2 separate regions of the Mus musculus genome follow, and region 1 is linked to region 2. The links are chromatin contacts, called in public HiChIP or PLAC-seq maps. All regions are on one chromosome and are shown on one strand. The core of a region is the stretch at or near the end of the contact, and the rest is flanking DNA. Distances in the headings are between cores, read along the strand shown.

Region 1 (7,320 bases), core at 4,294-6,793, 180 kb after region 2:
AGAAAAGGCTTGGGGGACTTGAGTTAAGTCCTCAGCACCCAGGGAAAACGCTGGGTGTGCTGGTGAGCACGTGTAGTCCCAGTGCTGAGAGGCAGAGACAAGTGCCCGAGACTCTGGCCAACCAGCCTAGGTTGATTTATGTATTCATATAGTCAGTGAGAGACCCTATCAAAAAATAAATAAATAAAAGGAAGGAAAGAAAAAAACCCTTTGGGCCTCCACACAAATGCACATACTTATACAAAAATAACAAAACAAACACCTCCACATAAAGCTATTCAGTTGTGGAGAGAGCTAGACTTGAACTTGGCTTTGTTAGTTTCTGTTCTGTAGAACCCAAGGTCCTTGGAATCCTCATGCTATATATGAAGTCTGATAAATAATATATGTGTTAGTGATTGATTAGCCCAATGCCTGGCCCAGCCTACAACTTTGTGGATTGGTGTTGAATCAAAATATTTTGTACGGAGATTTTTTTTTAATTAATAAATAAAGGTTTCCTTCCCCTGCTCTGTGGTCCTGACAAGTCTCCAGCACTGACCATGGAGTCAGAGAAAAAAAAAAACAAAACAAAACAAACAAACAAACAAACAAACAAACAAAAAAACGAGGGCTCTGACAGGAGAGGGAGCATGCATAGTAAACCAAGAAAGGCCGCAGCCTCAGGACTGCAAGGCTTTGTAATTTCCTGCAGGCTTTCCCAGCAGCTCGTGCAGCTCCTGGCCTCCTGCCCCAAATAGGGCTTGCAGTCACTGGTGTGATAAGATACCAGGGGCAGAGGGGGAGAGATGGCTGGTGCCAATCAGCTTTGGAGCTCTCCGAGTGTCTCCGAAATTATGGAAATTGAAGAGGAAAGGAATAAAAGGGAAAAGGCTGGCCTCCAAAGCAGAAGTCATCGCACTAGTAGCAGCAGCCTGTCTAGTGACTGTTAGAATGCATTTCCAGCTGCAGAGCCAGGTCAGTGGGTAGGAGCACTTGCTGAACAAGCAGTCACCTGAGCGTTAACAGTACAAGCCTCCAAGGCGTGCACTGCCTCTGGTGCTGTAACAGCAGGGGTGGCAGGGTGGCAGGGGTGGCAGGGGTGGCGGGGAGCAGAAATCACTGGGGCTACCTGGCCTGGCAGTCCAGCTAAAAACAGTGAGCTCAGGTCAGCGAGAGACGCTGTGTCATGTGAATAACAGGAGGAGTGCCACGGTCAGACACCCAGCATCTTGTGCTGGCCACAACACACTCCCAGAAGCATACACCTGCACACACAGACGTAGATACGTTCAGTAAATGAGTGAGTAGGTGATCTAATGCATTCATAAATAGAACATATTTTCTCTCCAGAAATGAAATCTGCAAGTAACAGGACTTGCCTGTGCAGATCATTTTTTTTAATTTCTAATATATAAAAAAATACAAAAATAATTTCTAGGAAAATAATAGGTATTTCACTCAGTATTATGTGCCAAGAATTCTAGTAGACGATGGGATGTCTGGTTTGTATTTAAGAGGAATAAAACATTGGGCTGCACACTGTCAGCTTGTTTTCTTATGTTTGACACTATGAAAAGGGAGCCGAGTATAATCTGTGTGCAGATCGCACACGTGTACACAGCTATCACCAGGATGACATCTGCCCACAGAGGCTTGTTCTACTGGAGCATCATACCCTGACTGACATTGATGGTGCTGTAACATTTTTCTGAAATGGTGACTGTTCGTGGATAAAGTCTCCAATAAACCAGGAGAAGGTCCAGGGAATTCCCACCCAGCATATGAGAGGCACTGGGTTCCAGCCCCAGCCCTGCCTAACCCTGTCCCCCCTGCGCTCTGGAGGTGGAGGTAGGCACATCAGAAGTTGGAGGTTACGCTCACCTATGGAATGAGTTGGCAGCGGCAGCCTGGGGGTACATTAGATATTAGCCGTTTTAAGAAGACATTTCCTGGGGCTGGTGAGATGGCTCAGCGAGCAAGAGCACTGATTGCTCTTCCAAAGGTCCTGAGTTCAAATCCCAGCAACCACATGGTGGCTCATAACCATCCGTAATGAGGTCTGACGCCCTCTTCTGGTGCATCTGAAGACAGCTACAGTGCACTTACACTGTAAATCAATCAATCAATCAATCAATCATTGGGCCGGAGCAACTGGGGCCAGAGCAGGCAGAGGTCCTAAATTCAATTCCCAACAACCAGATGAAGGCTCACAACTACCTGTACAGCTACAGTGTGTACTCATATACATAAAAAAATTAAATAAATCTTAAAAAAGAAGACATTTCCTGATCTGTATGGTGTATGCTAATTACACTCCTGGACAGCTCAGTGGGTACTCTCAAATAGTCTCAGAGAACTCCATTCCAATGAGTCCACACGAAATCCCAGCAAGGCATTTAAAGGCTCTCTGGGCTGGTAATGGAGTAGATGGTAAAGACCATCTTGATATAGTCAGGGCCCTATGTTCAAAATCAGTATCAATCTATCAACGAAAGTTCCTTGGAAAATGACAAGTCTTCTATGTGTACACCAGCCTGATGGTATTACTATGTGTCCCTGGTCCTCACCTAAAATACCTCTACAAATATAGAACAGGTTCTTGTGTCCACTGCTGCCTCTGTGTGAGAAGAAAGCGCAGGCGTAGACTTCCGACAAGCCCAGAGTAGCCAAGAGACATGCTTGCTTGCTTGCTTTGGCTGAGCTTTTGGTTTTGTAATGCAAGGCCTTCTATAGTCCACACTGGCTTCAAACACACTGTGCATAAGGGTGACTTAACTGCATCTTCCCTGGTCTTCCTGCCCTTACCGCCTGAGTGCTGGGATTACAGGCACACACCACCATCCTGGTTTTATACAGTTCTGCAATGGACCCTGGGCCTCTGTGTCTGTGGGTCAGGCACAGTATGGTAGAGTACCTCCTTGGCCTCCCTAGCCTCCTTCAACCTCCTCAGCCTCCTCAGCCACACTTTGTTTCACATTTACTCTTGGGGAGGGAGTGTGCGTGTGCCACAGTACACTGGAGGCTGGGAGTCGGTCCTCTCCTTCTAGCATATGGTGATTAAACCTGGGGCATCAGTCCTGACAAGTGCCCTTCCCCGCAGAGTCATCTCAGAAGACAGCCTTTAGGAGGGAGACTTACGCTTTGCTTTTCTGATTCTAAATTGTCCTTATAAATCCTCTGCTCTGTGGCTGGACAGATGGCTCAGTGGTTAAGAACGCCTTCTGCTCTTCTCAAGGACTAACGTTTGGTTCCCAGCACCATGGCAGGCAGTTCATAACCAACTGCCTGTAACCGCAGCTCCAGGGGGTCTTTTCTGGTTTCTGTAGGCAACTACCTACACCTAGACATATACATATATAGGTACATGCACACACACATAACTTTTAAAAATCAATAAATTTCATGTTTTGGTGGTGTTATGATTATTTCTGAAGCCATTTGAAAGTTTCTTCTGATGACATAAATTCCCTCACCATCATTCCCATAATCACTATTGCTATGCCTGGGTAATTTTCCAGCCATTTAAAAAAAAAAAAAAAAAAAAGGTTTAATGGTGTAGTCCCAGGTTGGCCTGGATTTTGTGATTTCCTATGTGTGCCTGCCAAGTAAAGAAATCACAGGCATGTGTCACCATGCCTGGTTCACGGCTTTGATCTTTATTATTTTTTCTGTATGTACCTGTCCATCCTAGCCAGGAGAATAGATGCTAAATTTACGGAGGTGATTTTTGGCTGAGACTAAGTCCCCAAGTGCCCAAGATACTGTAAGGTTGTACTGCTGTGACACAGTAACCAACAAAAGGGAGCTCAAAGAGGGAGGCGTTAGTTTGGCTCATACTTCAGGGGTACAAGTCTGTCCTGGACGGGCAGGCAGCAGGAGCCTGAGGCAGCTGGTCCCATGGCAGCCACAGTCAGGAAGCAGAGAGATGGTGGATGGTGCTGTCTGCTTGCTCGTTCTTTTTTTATATAGTCCTCTACGTTGGCCCAAAGGATGGTACTGTCCATATTGGGGTGGGGCTTCCCTTCACAACCAACAAAATCTAGAAACTCTATCAGACATGTCCAGAGGTTAGATCCTGTCAGTCTGACAATCCATACTGACCACCGTGGAAGGCCACAGGCCCTGCTCAGTGATAGAGTGCTGACTTCCTGTATAGAGGCCCTGAGTTCACCTAGGAACAGCTGTCTGAGCTCTTTGTTATGACACTGTTCTATTTCCAAATGGGCTTCAAAAGTTCAAGACATCACTCTATTTTTTTTTTTCTATCTGCCTGTTAGAAGGTTTTGTTTGCTACAGGGAGGACAAGAACGCTTCATCTCCTGTTTAAGTTCAACTTGACTTGACGTGTAAAGACAGAATGCCTTGTCTAGCCCACACCTTTATCTGAGCAGCTGTGCATCTATGAAACTAAGAGGCAGCATGTCTTCTGTCTTACAGCTGACATCCCAGCATCCTTACGCAGAAGTCTTCATCGGCCGGCCACACGTCTGGACTGTGGATCTCAATAACCGAGAGGAAGTAGAAGATGCAGTAAAAGCCATCTTAAACCAGAAGGTTGCTGTTTGTTTGTTTGTTTGTTTGTTTGTTTGTTTGTTTGTTTGTTTTGTCTGTTTTTCCACCTGCCTGCATTTGACCTGTGCCCTGGAACACATGTGGGACATTGCAGTCCCTTGCTGTCAGTAAACAGAGCAGACCATAGCCTAGCCATAGCATCTGGCCTGAGGATTTTGAGGAGGCTCTGGGAGATACAAAACAGCTGGTGGCAGATGTGGGCTTGGGTCTCAGACCCTGCTGACAGGCCTTTTAGGCTCATGGGTCCCAGGCATGAAGAGAGCGGCTAGAGTCATACATGTTCACATGATCTAATCCTGTCCTTGGAGAGATCTGTAGAAAATTGGTAGCTTATCCTACCTAACCCAAAAGGGTAAAAGTTATAAAGTAGGGTGTGTATGTGTGTGCATTTACATGTTTCTGTGAACTTGGGTGTGTTACACATGCATTCACATGTGTGTGAGTTCTCTGTTGCTCTCCACTGTATTTTTCTTGAGACTTGTATTTTTCACTAAGTCTCAAGCACATTGGCCTGGCAGGCTGGCCAGTGAGCTCTAGCGATCCACCTGTCTCCACCTCCAGCAGCAAAATTGCAGACATGCCCCACCCATGAGACACTTGGGGCCACAGATCTGAAGTTGGTCATTATCCCCAGTCTCATAGTTTTCTACAGAGTATGGTCTCTTTTTCTACCTAAACATGAGGTAGAATCTTGTTAAAGTAACCATTCTAGACGTATCTGATCAGTTTAAAAAGCATTGCTTAAATGCCTTTTGTATACAGGGCACTCTCCAAGTCATTCTGGGAAGACAGGGGATGTCTGTGCCCACCATAGATTGAGCTGCCCCCCAAACGTCTGCCTCCATAGGGAGTCTGCCATCCTGTGGGAGTTTAGTTTGCCCAGGACTGCTTTGGAAACTCTGAGGCACAGCCTCCCTGCCTTCTCCTCTCAAGCACCTTCCCCTTTGGTTATTTCCTGTTTGTGTAAGTGAGCTGTGAGGCGATCCGTAAACACAGACTCAAGAAGGAACTACTAACGGTGGTCCTCTGCCCCATCACCAACAATGCCGTGGGCTCCATATAGATGGACTGCTGGTGACTTCCTCTGACATGTGATCTCCACTTCCTGTTATGTAATGCAGAGGACACAGGTGTCAGGGTGCCAGCTGATGCCATGTAGCAGAGCCCAGTGCCATCTTTCCTGCCCTTCCCTCAGATGCCTCAGTGGCCATCAGAATGCTTCCTTCATCCCATGATCTTCTCCCTGTCCCCCTTCCATGATATTTAAGCTCCTGTATAGAAATCACAGGGCTATTGTGAAGCCATAAACCACACTGTACCTTGTCTCTCCAGCTCCCAATCCCAAGCTTCGGTTCTCTCGTATTTTCATATCATAACTCGCCCTCTGGACTAAGGCTGATCCGCAGCTGGAAGAATACTTGCCTAGCATGCACAAGTCCTAGGTTCCATCCCCAGTACCAAATAAGCCAGATATAATACCACATGTCTGATTCTAGCATCCAGGAGGTGGAGACAGGAGGATCAGAAGTTCAAGGTCACCCTCACCTATATAGCAAGGCTACCAGCTTAGACTATATAAGACATTTTCTCAGAGTAAAAGAAGTTCAGCCCTCCTAAGGCCTCTAGCTGAGCTCCATGGTCTTGGCACTTCATCCCTTTGGTTTGTAGCGTGAGTTCTTTGGATACATTCCCACCTCAACCACTACTGCAGACCAGCCCTTTCTCTCTCTATGCGTCCCTCAGAGCAGCGACCATGTCTTCATTCACCTGATGTTTGCTAAATCCCTGCACTCTGCCCAGCCCTGGGGTGCTGGTGATCCACAGCCATAAGCTTTATCCCACATGGTCCACCTACTAGCAAGTGGTAATGTCCACCCTTTTGAAGCCCTACTATGTGCTTGACACTATCCAAGCAGTTTCCCATGTACCTTCGCCACAGCTTAACAGAGAACAGTTAACGACTTAACACAGCTTCTTCTTGCAACTTGTTTACACATCAGGTACCTAAGACTTTGGGGAAGGGAGTTTGTTCAGGGTCTAGAGAGGAGCACAATGGGGCCTGAGCCCAGTCTGTCCAGTTCCAGGTCTGTCTGTAGTTTTAACGCTCCTGTGTGAGAACTAGTAAGTACCTCGTGTCCCATGTCCCCTTTCACAGTGCCCTGTTGTTTCTGCAGATTGAGCCGTATATGCCATATGAGTTCACATGTGAAGGCATGCTGCAGAGAATCAACGCTTTCATTGAAAAACAGGTAAGGCCTTCCAAAGTGTGTGTGTGTGTGTGTGTTTGCACGTGCGTGCTATGTCCCACTTCCTGTTTCCCAGCCCTCACTTGGTGCACTTCTCTGGTTAGTTGCCTGCTTTGGAAAACTTCACGTGACTCCATGACAACTCGTCATTTTTAAATGTTGCACTGTCATGGTCACCCAAGGGAGCCAGTCTTCCCTTGGAGTGTGTTCTCCAGGGCAGTGAAAGGTCATATGGACACTGACATTTGAGTGGTAAAGATGGCCTCCTTCCCGAACACTGGATTGTACCCTGAGCAGACCAAGGCATCTTGAGGACCAAGAAGGGTGAAAGACAGTAGCTCTCAGTCCTGCCTTCATTTCTCACACCACACACACACACACACACACACACACACACACACACACACACAAAAGCAAAGGTTTGGGGTCTGGAAAGATATCCCTAGTCAGTGAAGTGCTTGCCTTGCAAGTGTAGGGATCTCAGCTTGATTCTTAGAAACACATTTGAAAAGCCAGGCAT
Region 2 (7,092 bases), core at 2,408-4,907:
CTCTTTAGTGGACCTGGGTTCAATTCCCAGCACCCACATGGAGGCTGACAACTGTTTGTAACTCCAATCCTAGGGGATCTGAGACTTTCGTCTAGCCTCTGTGGTCACTGTAGGCACATACTACACATTTACACACATTCATACATATATACATACAGGTAACACACATACATACACACACATACACACATGCATGTAGGCCAAATACTCATACAAATAAAAAGTTAAAAATATAAAAAGTAAAGATTTTCTTTCTTTTTTTTTTTTTTTTTTTGGTTTTTTGAGAAAAGGTTTCTCTGTGTAGCCCTGGCTGTCCTGGAACTCACTTTTTTTAGACCAGGCTGGCCTCAAACTCAGAAATCCGCCTGCCTCTGCCTCCCTCCCAAGTGCTGGGATTAAAGGTGTGCACCACCACGCCCGGCTGTAAAGATTTTCTTATTCAAATTACTGTGCACTTTCTACCTTCCTTATCTTATCTTGGCTGATAGAAACTCAATCAAAGGGCTAGAGAGATAACTTAGTGGTTAAGAGCATGTAACTGCTCTTGCAAGAGGACCTGAGTTCAGTCTCAATGTCCCTGTCAGGCAGTTTACAAGCTGCCTGTGACTAGCTCCTGGTCACTGATGGCTCTGTGGGCATCTGTACTCTTGCGCGCAAGCATACACGTAATTAAAAGTAAAATAAAATCTTAAAAACAAAGCAAGAACTTAGAATAGATAATGTTAGGGAAATGCAGAAGACTGTCAAATGGGCAAAAAAGAATCCTGACAGAGTTGAGTCTTGCCCTGTGGGGTGCGGCCCCTGGGGATTAAATGACCCTTTCAGAGGGGTCACCTAAGAACATCGGAAAACACAGAGATTTACATTATGATTCATAACAGTAGCAAAATTGCAGTTATGAAGTAGCAATGAAAATGATTTTGGGGGTCACAACAGCATGAGGACCTATGTAAAAGGGTCACAGCATTGGGGAGATTGCGAACCACCTAGTCTTGTGCAGCTCTGGGCTATCTTTCAGTCTGTGGCCTCTTACAATTTGGCAGCTATAGAAAACATCATCTTAATAGAGAAAAGTGATTGTTCACAGAAGCACAGGTGAGCTCAAGGAGAGCTTCTGTTTGTGGGTCTCTCCCAGAACCTCGCAATGGCAGTAATGGACGCCTCAACGGCCTGTGACGTGTCCACACTGCTACCTACAGCAGCCCAAGACCTGTGACAGGTGTCCACTCTGCTACTACCTACAGCAGCCTGAGACCTGTGACACAGGTCTACACTGCTACCTACAGCAGCCTGAGACCTGTGACACAGGTCTACACTTCTACCTACAGCTGTTCTTTTCAGAGATCCACTCAGGAACACAGGATTCATGACTTCAGTGCAGAGATTTATAGGATATAGCCAGTATGTAGCAGAGTTGAGTTTATTAAGGAGCAGTTTTAAAATGGATTTAAACACATGTGTTAATAGGAAGAGCAGTGCCCAGGGAAAGGATATTCTACCCTCCTGTATTTGTGGGCTCCTCCAGAGAAAATTGCTCCTAAGTTTCTAAGCGGTGTCCATGTATAGGATTTTAGTGGTTTCCGAAGTTAGTGGGCTCAAAGGTTTCTTTTTTCCTTTCTTTTTTTTTAAATTTATTTTTAGATGCACTGGTGTTCAGCCTGCATGTCTGTGCATGGGTGGCAGAGCCTCTGGGATTGGGGTTATAGATACCTGTGAGCTGCCGTGTGGGTGCTAGGAATTGAACTTGGGTCCTTTGGAAGAGCAGTCAATGCTTTTAACCACCAAGCCATCTCTCTAGTCCCACTCAGGATTTCTTCTAATAGACTTTTATTTTCTTCTTGTACCACTTATCTGTAAATAATATCAAAGGGTCGTTCCTGGTGTGCCTTGGATAAGATTTCGTGGTTCACAGAGTGTGTGTGTGTGTGTGTGTGTGTGTGTGTGTGTGTGTGTGTAAGGGGATGCTCACATGTGGCATTGTAACAGAGTTTATAGTCTTCCTGGTGAGATTCTTAGAAAACCAGAAAAGGGGAAAAAACATGCTTAGGCCATAGGCAGGGTTTGTCCCTTTTTTACCAATCTTACTGAAATATCATATATATATATATGATAGCTTACTTTCTAAAGTAGATATACCAAAAGAGTTCCAACGCTTGTTCTACCTCTCTGTAAAGTGGCTTGCTGGGGGCTGCAGAGGCCACCCTGCATGCAGTTAAGAACACTTCCTCCTCTTGCAGAGCTCAGTTCCCAGGACTCTGTGGAGCAGCCCCCAAGGGCCTGTAACTTCAGCTGCAAAGACTCTGTCGCCCCTTCTAGCCCCCGACAGCTCCTGCATCCAGGTGCATATGCCGTCACACAAACACACACATGGCATACATGTGAATCAAATAGAAATGAATCTACAATAGATTATTGAACATGGACTTTTTCACTTAAAGGAAATACATTGTAGCTTCTTTTTGGCATATCTGAGTTGCCAGTGTCTCTATTCTTGAATTCGGGGATATTGTTAAAGTGAAATAAGTAATTGGAACATAAGCACTGGCTGTCTGAGAGAATTTATTTGAGGACTAAGATGGTCACAGAATGACCACTGGGCAGGTAGCACATGCGTTATGGATGTAGGATAGGTAAATATGGTCCACATGTGGCGCTGGGAAAGTTCCTCACACTATTTGGACTGATTCACAATTTGCAACGTACTGGCTGGTTCTGGCAATGTAGCTTTAATACACTCAGACCGTGGTTGGGTCACAACAAACTGTGGAAAGGGGACATGATGGCAGTGGGCCTATGTGTACTCTCAGGTGATACCAAACCAAGACCTGAGCACTGGTAGGTCATTGTAAGGGATATGGCATAGCTGAAAATCATTTTGTGATGATTCTTACTCTTGGCTGCTTGGAATATTCCCTGAGGACTAACTGACTCTCTCCCTCTCTCTCTCTCCCTCCCTCCCTCTCTCTCTCTCTCTCTCTGTATGTGCATGTGTTCTTGTGTGCCTGCATGCATGTATATATGTTTTTGTGTGTGTATGCATGCGTGCATGTATGCTTTTGTGTGTGTGTGAATGTGTTGGTGTATGCTTGAGTACATACGTGCGTGTGGAGGGATAGATAGAGGTCAGCACTGGGTGATTTCCTCTGTCAAGCCCCATCTTCCTTTCTAAGATACAGTCTCAGTAAACCTGTAGCTTGTTGCTTCTGCTAGGCTGGCTGGTCAATGGGTTCCAGAGAGCCACTGGTCTCTCCCTTCCCAGTAAGAGAGTTACAGGTGTACACCACCTTGCCCCCCAGCTTACATGCACACTGAGGATTTGAACTCTACCCCTCACGTTTATACCGCAAGCACTTTACTCACTGACACTGAGCCACACACTCCCACCCGTGGGGACACATTTCAGTTTAAGACTGTCTCTGTTTCAGAGACCATTGATGCTACGGTGGTCGTGATGAGTGTAGATTTTGCTAGCCACTACTTATTTATTCTTGTAAAGTGGATTATACCCCCAGGGGCTTGCCAAGTAGAAATCTAAGCCTCATAATTCTGTCTTGCGATCTTTTTATGTAAAAAGTCCACACTGTCACAACGGGTTTGATGCTGGAGAACACTACAGATGTTTATGCGTTTTGAGTCTGGGATGATGTCATGGTGAGCTGTTCTTCCGAGCCTGTCTGTGTACCGTGTTGCCGTATCCTTGTTCATTTGCATTGTGAAATTTAAGGGCACAAAGGCAGGCTTTGTTAGTTTCTTGGTTTTGTTTTGGTCACGGTTCTTAAATATGGCGTCTTCCAGAGAATGACTTGCTTCGGTGGCTTCAGTGACTCTGAGGAGTGTGTGTTTACTTTTGAAAAGTCAATATTGTGACAGGGATCCTTCCGTTTTCTAGGGACCGACCCAGGGAATTTGTTCTGTGGGTGCGCACTGTATGCTTGTGTGTGCTCTGAGCTTGCCTCCAATATATTTATGGAACTCAAATTCAAGATAGGCTCCTTTGCTTTCCTTCCCTCCGTACCTGGGTCTCAGTGAACCTGGAGTTCACTGATGTAACTAAGCTGGCCAGCAAGGGAGCCTCGGGGAGCCTCAGGGAGTTTCCTGCCTCCACTTCCCTGAGGCTAGGATCACAGGGATGCACCACTATGCTTCTCTTTATTTGGATGCTGGGCATCTGAACTCAGGTCCTCCTGCTTGAACAGAAATTAGTCACCAAGCCATCTCCCCAGCTCCAGGAAATACCCCAAAGTAACAGTCACAATCATTCCTGGAAACAGGGTTTGGCCACCTAGGGCTGCAGGACTTCTTCACCAAAGGTAAGGGACAAGATAAATTCGGTGTCAGTTACCGTGGCATTCTGCTGGCGCTTGCCTGTGTTGTCTATGCTTCACATGGACGTTGTGTGCATCCTGGAGACAGGAACTGAAGAGCACAGGGTAAACCAGAGCCTTCCTGGGAATAAAATGTGGTTAGCCAAGGCGGGCTGTGTGGTTTTAGGTTAAACAGGAACTCCGGAAGGTGCCTGGGGCTCCTCTGAATTGTCAGGAGACTTCTTCAGTCATCCAGTTCTCACCAAAAGCCCAGTGCCAGAAGCAGCAATTTGCAAATTACAACTCTGTGTAGTAGTAGACATCCTCCACAGTTGGAAGTTTCTAGAACTTTCCAAAGCAGGTTGAGGCCTTCTTGGGGCTAAGACTTGAATTTGGATTTGATTACCCAATGTCCCTCTGCCATACCATCTTGCCTCACCACTCACACAGGCACTTGACTTCTGGGCCTCCTGAGCCATTTTAGAGCAGGCTCACAAGGCTGGCTTCAGTTCTGGCTGAGGAGCTGTCCCTTGAGATGTGTCTCCAAGTGAAGATGTTCAGACCACATATGTTGTGGGTCTCTTGCTGGGTGCTAGCCTCCTCAGAGCAGGAAGGGTACTGTGGTCTGAGGAGAGCAGGAGGCAGCCTGGTGGAGGCTGCTTACATGTGCTCATTCTATGCCACTCTCATCTCCTAAGTTTGTGAAGCATGACAGTTATTGGGAGCTGTTTGTGTTGGTTAGAGATCTTATATGATGACAGAGACATCTGGGTCATCCTGGTAATTGACTACGGTCACTTTGTTCCTTATATGGAGTGATTAAGATGAGTGCCATGAGTTTGAGGTTAGCCTGGGGTATAGAGCAAAACCCTGTCCCCAAAAACTAACTAACTAACTAGCTAACTAGCTAACTAGTGCTAACATTTTAAAGTATAAAAATTTAACCAAACTGTGTTTTTCTGGTGGTGATGGTAGTGTTTGTGACAAGAGAGTGATTATCTGTGGTTTTCTCAATTTTAATTTTTGAGGCCATGTTTGTTACTACACCCAGTGTTTACAGATTTGGCCAGACAAGCTAATGAGTGAACTTTAGGGGCCCTTCTGTCTCTAGGGTCACAGCTTTTCTGTGTGAATACCAAGATTCTGAACTCAGAGTCTCCTGTTTGTGTAGGCAAGGACATTGAGAGTTTAACCATTTCTTCAGCCCTGAGTTTTCTGGAAAGTTCATGAAGTCTTACTCCAGTTATTCAGTGACTGGAACAGACAAGAGGCTGCCCTTTTACATAGATCACATTGTCTGTGTTTAACAAAGCCCTTCTCTTCCTTCTTAGACCTCTTTCTTGTCCGTTTACTAACTTATATGTGGTAAGGTGGATCTCTTAGCTTAATAGATTCTCTAGTTATGATCAAGGCTGCCGTTCTTACCTGGCCCTAGATGAATAGGTTAGTAAACTCAAAGAGAAAGCGAGCTATTCTTGTATCTAACACATATTCCAAGGTGATTCGATGCACACGTAGAGTACCCTGATGTGACCATCACACCAGAAGGAAATGAATTGGGATGACAGCAAATCTGACCCAATTGATGGAGGATGTCACAAAAGAAGTTCGTTGTTAATTAAGCTCCTAGGTAGAGTCAGGCCACTCTAAAAAAGCACACATGCAAGGGCATATTCACAGCATGTTTGCCAAGGTATTGATAAACTCCCCCAGGTCCAACTGTGCTGATAGCAACATCTCGGTCAGTGTGCTACTGAGTGCGGTCATTTTTCCTCCCTCGTGTGTGGTGATTATAAAAATTGTTTAAACTGGGATCTAAATCTAGTGGTCGTAAGGCGTGAGTGACACAGATTTAGTTTATTTGAAGGAAGGGAAAAAAAGGGGAGAGAGAGAAAGTGCAGTTAAAATTAACTCTGGTGGTTTTCTGTCTGTCATTATGACTTCATCCAGCTGTAATTGTCTCTCTATAAATCAACCGTCTTTGCTGCCCACTCCCTGGCTCCCTCCTGCCAGAATCCTATTCTCGGCTATACATACCATCCTCCTGGATTGTTATAAAACCCAAGTAGCTAGTAAATGAAAACCTGATCTTTTCAATGGGAAGTTGAGGAAAAGGAGACTCTGTCACCGCCCCTTTTTGCTGTGTACAAAGAGGTGTTGGAGATGGGTAGTATTTATTCTTCTCATCATGATAACCACAATTGCTGACCAGAAGCAACATAGGAAGGGTTTCTTTCCACCTTACATTCTGGGAGGGCTACAGTCCATCATGGTGGGTAGGCACCACAGCAGGAGTGTGAGGTGGCCAGTCCCATTGTATCCCCTGTCAGGAAGCAGAGTGTGCACATGAACTTGGGTGGGGTTATAAAAATCTCAAGGCTCACACCCATGTATTTTCTTGTATTTCCTTCAGAGAGATTCTACCTCCTAAACATACATAGACTTCCAAGACAACACCACCAGCTATCTTGATATCTGAGCCTAGACATATGAGGCAGTATTGTTTGTTTGTTTAGTTGGTTGGTTGGTTTTGAGGTGCCCTCAGTTTGCCTTTTGAATGACAGTGTGGCTTTTAACATTTCTTTTACCATATTGTTTGTTTGCATTTCTTTATTTTGTATGATGTATGTGTATGCATACACGTGTGTTCCTCTGTGTGTGTGTGTGTGTGTGTTCCTGTGTGTGTTCTCAAGCACACAAAGGCCATAGCTTGTGGGACTCACTGCCTGTTGTGTGGGTTCCAGGGATCAAGCTCAGGCTGTCAGGTTTGGTGGCAAAAGCCTTTACC

What was found. HiChIP or PLAC-seq counts read pairs in DNA pulled down with a chosen protein or histone mark.
Region 1: an H3K27ac HiChIP or PLAC-seq map of microglia shows a contact between it and region 2, with 10 times the contacts expected there. The contact joins two enhancer-like sites. A contact is called at or near these places in 1 of 15 datasets of contacts at CTCF or cohesin (large pre-B cells), 4 of 484 Hi-C or Micro-C datasets (Th2 cells and embryonic stem cells), 3 of 115 datasets of contacts at active chromatin or transcription factors (double positive thymocytes, large pre-B cells and microglia) and 2 of 9 other capture datasets (embryonic stem cells and liver).

Annotation. Positions count from the first base shown.
Region 1 is chr1:127,464,773-127,472,092 of GRCm38.p6, forward strand. Mgat5 (mannoside acetylglucosaminyltransferase 5) reads left to right here. Exons shown (of 18, transcript NM_145128.3): 15 at 4,420-4,536; 16 at 6,729-6,803. All of the region lies in intron 1 of Gm41947 (a long non-coding RNA gene), which reads right to left. Among named protein-coding and RNA genes, the nearest start is that of Gm41947, 11 kb to the right of the region's middle. Within about 2 kb of position 5,544, at least 20 of the 459 cell types and tissues checked have an H3K27ac peak or open chromatin away from gene starts, as enhancers often do.
Region 2 is chr1:127,287,189-127,294,280 of GRCm38.p6, forward strand. All of the region lies in intron 2 of Mgat5 (mannoside acetylglucosaminyltransferase 5), which reads left to right. Among named protein-coding and RNA genes, the nearest start is that of Gm51747, 9.6 kb to the right of the region's middle. Within about 2 kb of position 3,658, at least 51 of the 459 cell types and tissues checked have an H3K27ac peak or open chromatin away from gene starts, as enhancers often do.